Regions from separate parts of the Mus musculus genome. Here region 1 is linked to region 2. Evidence: chromatin contacts called from public HiChIP or PLAC-seq data. All regions are on one chromosome and are shown on one strand. The core of a region is the stretch at or near the end of the contact, and the rest is flanking DNA. Distances in the headings are between cores, read along the strand shown.

The links. HiChIP or PLAC-seq counts read pairs in DNA pulled down with a chosen protein or histone mark.
Region 1: a contact with region 2 is called in an H3K4me3 HiChIP or PLAC-seq map of stem cell-derived neural progenitor cells, with 19 read pairs. The contact joins the promoter of Psma6 here to the enhancer-like site in region 2. A contact is called at or near these places in 3 of 39 promoter capture datasets (the C10 cell line, the HPC-7 cell line and cranial neural crest) and 5 of 115 datasets of contacts at active chromatin or transcription factors (embryonic stem cells, epiblast stem cells, extraembryonic endoderm stem cells and 2 more).

Annotation. Positions count from the first base shown.
Region 1 is chr12:55,397,539-55,400,238 of GRCm38.p6, forward strand. Psma6 (proteasome subunit alpha 6) reads left to right here and starts at 1,287. Exons shown (of 7, transcript NM_011968.3): 1 at 1,287-1,453. The coding sequence starts at 1,378.
Region 2 is chr12:54,833,742-54,836,546 of GRCm38.p6, forward strand. No RefSeq gene overlaps it. Among named protein-coding and RNA genes, the nearest start is that of Cfl2, 28 kb to the right of the region's middle. Within about 2 kb of position 1,385, at least 263 of the 459 cell types and tissues checked have an H3K27ac peak or open chromatin away from gene starts, as enhancers often do. A contact at or near this core is called in the HPC-7 cell line, pancreatic cancer cells and stem cell-derived neural progenitor cells, where this site is marked.

The DNA of each region.
Region 1 (2,700 bases), core at 37-2,536, 560 kb after region 2:
AGAGAACTTCTCCGTGACTGTTCAGGCAAACTGTAGGTGTTATAGTACACTTGGCTGGGAAGACTGAGAAAAGTACGCAAAGGTCAGGAGTTAATCCTGATGTAAGGACCTGAGCTAGAACCAAGGGACAGCAGCTCTTATCAGCACACTTGGGAATTGAAGCTGGAAAGTACCGGGTGTTCCAGAGCGGCTGCTTACATGGGCTATTTTCTTAACCCGTGTTTCAATCTTGGATGTTGTACACCCTACCCCCACCCCCAGACAGCCTTCTTTTTCCTGTGTAGCCTTACTGTGTCCTGAAACTCATTCTGTAGATCTGGCTAGCCTTGAACCCAGAGATGTCTCTGCCTTCCAAGTGCTGGGATAAAAGATGTGTCCCACCACACCTGGCTTATATTTTTTTCTAAAGGAAGAAAAAAATTAGCTCGAGAAATTAAAACTTCCTTATGAAGAATCTCTTCAAATGTTTTGCTTTAAAATGGGTGCTTTTAGAGAGAACGCCACAGATCTGAATATTTCAGTATTACATCAGTAAATTGTTATAAATATTGCTGTAAACAAAACTTTTATTTAGGGAGGGGGGAATAGCTTAATAATATGCTTCGATTTTTATATTCACTAAATAGGGGCTGTGCCCTAGGGTGCACAATGTGCAGAATTTTACAGTTTGAAAAACCACCAGTTTTCCAGGAGTTGCTTCGCCGCCTTGGAATTACTCTCCGGTATCCAGCCACCAGCAACGATCTTGCTCATCATCAACTAAGACTGCTCAACCTCTCAAGTTCCCATCTCTGGGCCGCTGTCCAAAGGAAAGTCTTGCCAGACTAGAAGAAAACTTTTGTTATTTCCAGTGGCTTCTTCCACTAACCCTCTTTCAGGCCCTACATTTAAGGGTGGCTGTTGCATTCCTTTCTCCCCCAAAACGTAGGAAGAGAAGTGGCTGGTAAAATGAAGGTTAGGAAGAACAAAGCCAGACTCCGGGAAGACAGGAGAGCAAGTACAGGCGCCCAAACTGACTGCGAACGCGGTGACCATACTGTCTCCAGAGGTCACAAGTAGGCAAAGGACAACTGCAGGCACCTTGAAAACTTCCTCTTTTGGCCACTCTGATCTCCAGAACGCACTAACGGCCGGCTGCGACCCAGAGCCACCACCCGGAAGCCCGCGGACCGCAGGCCGGGCGCGCGAGGGCCCGCCTACTCAGGGGCAGTGCTTTGGGACGTCCCGTCCCCACCGGAAACACCGCCAGTCCCTCACCAGAGCGGAAGCAGCTCCGCCGGTGCTCCGGAAGCAGTAGCCATAACTTCCGGGAGGGGGCTTGGGTCCCTGGTGTGTGTGCTACGGGGTGCAGACTGTGTTTAAAATAGCAGGAACGCCATGTCCCGGGGTTCCAGCGCCGGTTTTGACCGTCACATTACTATCTTCTCTCCCGAGGGCCGACTCTACCAAGTAGGTGAGTGACTCAGGGCCTCCTGCGGGACCTCCGAATTGCTCTGTCATGCTTCGGCCTGGAGCGAGCGGACGCGGCCCGAGGATGGTTCGGGGGCTCGGAGAAGGGCCTGAGCCAGGAAAGCAGCAGGATCGAGGTCGGGCCCGCTCTCGTCTTCCCAGCCCGGTCTGCAAGCGGGCTTGGAGGCTGAAACCGAAGCGTAGTGCTCTTCAGGAGCGCCTTACTGGCCAGACACAAAGCAGTAGGGCTTTGCACTGTGATGCCCGCCTTCTGCCTTTCGGAGTCCCCCGTAGCTCAGCGATTCTCAATCTTCCTAATGCTGCGCCCCTTAAATCCAGTTCCTCGCGTTGTGATGACCCTCAGCCATAAATTTGTTTTCGTTGCTACTTCAAAACTATGTTTTTTTTGTTTTTTTGTTTTTTTACTTCAATGAACGGTAATGTTTTTTCAGATGGTCTTAGGCGACCTTGTGAGAAGGTTTTGGTACTGGGGGTCGCGACCCACATGTTGAGAAGCACTGTTTAGCATCAGTCTACCTGGAGCCTGAGTCTTCCCTTCGCTGAGAGTGGTTGGTTCTTTAACCATCCAACTTAAATGCACACACACCACACACCCTCAACCCTCCTCTGCAGTATAGATAGATGACTTGCTTTGTGGTCAACTCTATACAAGTGTGTAAAGCCCTACCAGACACTGCTGGTTCTAGAAAAGAGATCAATGTCACTCGTCCCTACTGAAGCTGACTGCTTAAAGGAAGTGACAGGAAACCAAACGAATAAAAAGAGAAGAGTTCAGTATATGCAAAGTTCACAACTGAGAAATAAAAGAACAGCAATGAACTCCTCTTGAAGTTGGCACCCCGATTTTAACCCCCACCTGTAAGAATGCTTCTATAGTTTAAAAACTGGTTCTCAGTCTAGTTGAGGCACGGTGTGTTAGTCTTTACTAAAGGAACAGCTTTAATGGACGGAAACCTGAACTTAGCATCAGTTACTCCATGTAACAATACATTTTGGTAAGTTGAAGTCGCGGCAGGGTTTGGTCTAGGATTATAGGACAGACTTTTAAGCTCTTGCCATAGAAAACTTAGTGTCAGAAGGGCGAGACATACATCTGGTCCATGATAATTTTATTTTGAAGTTTTTTATCTCAGTGTCTTGACAAGGAGAGTCATACTATCTTGGTTGGAAATCCTAGAGTTGGCCTATAAATGGAGTTCTACTCACCTATATGCTTAGATTATTGTTTGA
Region 2 (2,805 bases), core at 135-2,634:
CTAAATCCTAAATACTCTTCTGAACTGAACTCCTGCATACATCTGTTGGTTTCTCCGTTCCTCTAGTTAACTCTACACTACTACTTGTGTTCCACTGTCATAGCCTGAGCAGCACGGTGGGGGCACAGGCACACCCCTTTACCTTCTATAACAGGGTGTGCATGGGATTATCACTTTCCCTGCAAACATCCAGAAATAGAACTTCGTTAAAAATAAGTCAGTATGTGCTTCTGATGTACCCAAGTCCACATGGAGGAGGACGGGAAGCTACTAACCACTGGGTTCCTCCCGGTGTGACTTGCTGGTGTTCTGCACACCTGGTCTCATTTCACAGCTCTGTGATGGTGTCTACTCACGGCTGGGAGACTAGAGCTGTCTGAGGGAGAGCAGCTAGTTAGAGGCACGGGCAGGGAGAAGCAATCCCAGAGATGACTGGCTCTCGTATCATCTCCCTGGAACTGGCCTGATCTATATTCAGACACTTGGCCACGATTTTCCTTAGCGCTCCCCAGGGGTGTGTCCACAGTGGGATTCATGCTTAGTGACTCCTGACTTTTCCTCTTGGAATCTGCCTTTTGTGCAAAAGCCAGTGAGATGGTAATGTTGGATTTGCATCTTCTATAGGGGCAGGGGGCTAGGAGAGGGAGACTGAACAAGGGTAGTGATGGAAGATTGGCTGTGTACACTTCTGTAAGTTAGAAATATTTTCTGGTTATTATTCATGTGTAACCTTTTTAGTAAGGAAGGGGAAAAGGGAATTTCTAGACAACTATTTGGAAATAATGTACAGCTACACTGCAGTATATATTCTATTTTCAACTACATATGCACACTCAAACTGTTATATATATTTAAGAAATTATATATGATTATATATGTATATATATTATGTTCTTTCTATATATAAATAGAAAGAACATAAAACTGAATGGGGGGGACAAGTTAGGGGAGGGATATTATGGTCAAAATAGATTCTATGGCATGTTAAAAAAAAAAAGACAATGGTGGCAAAACCCACCCCCAGTCAGCTACTCTGTCTTGTATAATTTGTTTTGAAAGAATTCATTATTAAATAAGATTTGAAGTTTAAAAAGATTTTATCTTTGATATATATACGATTAAGGATGCTTTTGAGAGGAAAGCTAGGATCAGCACTGCAGTGTGTGGGTATTTGCTGTTCTTTGTCCCTTGTACCCCACACAGAAACACAAACACAAGCTTCTCATTGTTGCCTCTAAGCAGCTGATGACTAAGGGGCTGACTAAGTCATCCTGAGTGGCTGAAACCCTGTTCCCAGTCACTTGACACCATGTAGGGAATACTATGTTGGAAATGTGCAGCTGTTCAAGCCTCCGCCCCGCCCCCACTGGAAAGCCCCGCCCTTGGGGAGCAGGAGCGGTCAATTCTTCTTTACAGGAAACGTTGCCAGTGAACAGCTCTCCCCTTAACCTACGGGGGAAGCACACGTCTCCCTTTTCCGTAACTGTAGCAAGACTGTTTTCATAATTAATTGGAGGCGAAATGCAGTGCTGGGGGTTGGTTTCTTAGCAGTGATAATCTCGCCATGATGAGTCACTTCTCTGAGGAGAAGAGCTCACTGCAGAGAACATGGCAGTGACGCTCACACACTTCTTATGCTCATGCTGCCTCTAAGCTTGAACTACAGCCCCCACACAGTGAAGGGTCTGGCTTTTGCTGTTGCTTGTTTGGTTTTGAGATAGGATCTCATGTAGCCCAGGCTGAACTCGAACGCATGATGTAACCAAAGGATGACTTTAAACTCTCGACCTGCACCGCCACAGTTGATTTCATTCAATGCTTCCCAACCTGATTAAAGTTGATAAATTGAGTGGATGTGCTGTGGTCATTTGTTCAGCAACATGTTCATTGACTGAACAGCAACATGTTTTCTTATGTTTATTTGTGTTCATGTTTGCGGGTATGCATGTGTCATGGCACATGTGTGGAAGTCAGAAGACAACTTGTGCCAGTCAGTCCTGCCTTTTATCATATGGGTTCCAGGGGTCAAACTCAGGCCATGAGGGTTGGAGGCAAGCACTCTTATCTGCTCTGCTGAGCAAATGTGCTCATGGAATTTCTTTTTTTTTTTTTTTTTTTTTTTTTTCGAGACAGGGTTTCCCTGTATAGCCCTGACTGTCCTGAAACTCACTCTGTAGACCAGGCTGGCCTCGAACTCAGAAAAAATCTGCCTGCCTCTGCCTCCCAAGTGCTGAGATTAAAGGTGTGCACCACCACGCCCGGCTGTCTTTTTTTTTTTTTTTTTTTTTTTTTTGAAGTATTAGTTTGAATTACGTGTATAGGGAGGTGTATACATGTGAGTCTTGGTGACCATGGGAGTCAGATCATCTGGAGATGGAGTTATAGGTGCTGGCTATGGGTGATAAGGACAGAACTCTGGTCCTCTGCAAGAGTAGTACATATTTTTAATCACTCCAGCTCCCTAGTTTTTAATATGTACAGAAATGTATTCTATACCGCAAGCTTCCTGCGAGTGGCCATGTGTTGCTTTCGGAGTTGGCTAACTTAGCGGTTCCATTTTGACACGGACACAGATTCTTTCCACTTGTTCCCTACCACCCTGACTGAATTGGCGTTACTCCCAGCTTGTCTCTTCGTGGGCCCCTTCTCTTCCTGATGAAGATTCTTGAATCCCTGCCCCTGGCTCCCAGCTCCAGTGCCCGCTCAGGTCTTCCTCAAAGGCGGCTTGTCTCAGGCGTGATGAGGGCCGGGGCTTGGCTCCTCAGCTGACCTCTGCTCAATCCTCCAGTTTATCTGACTCCAGCT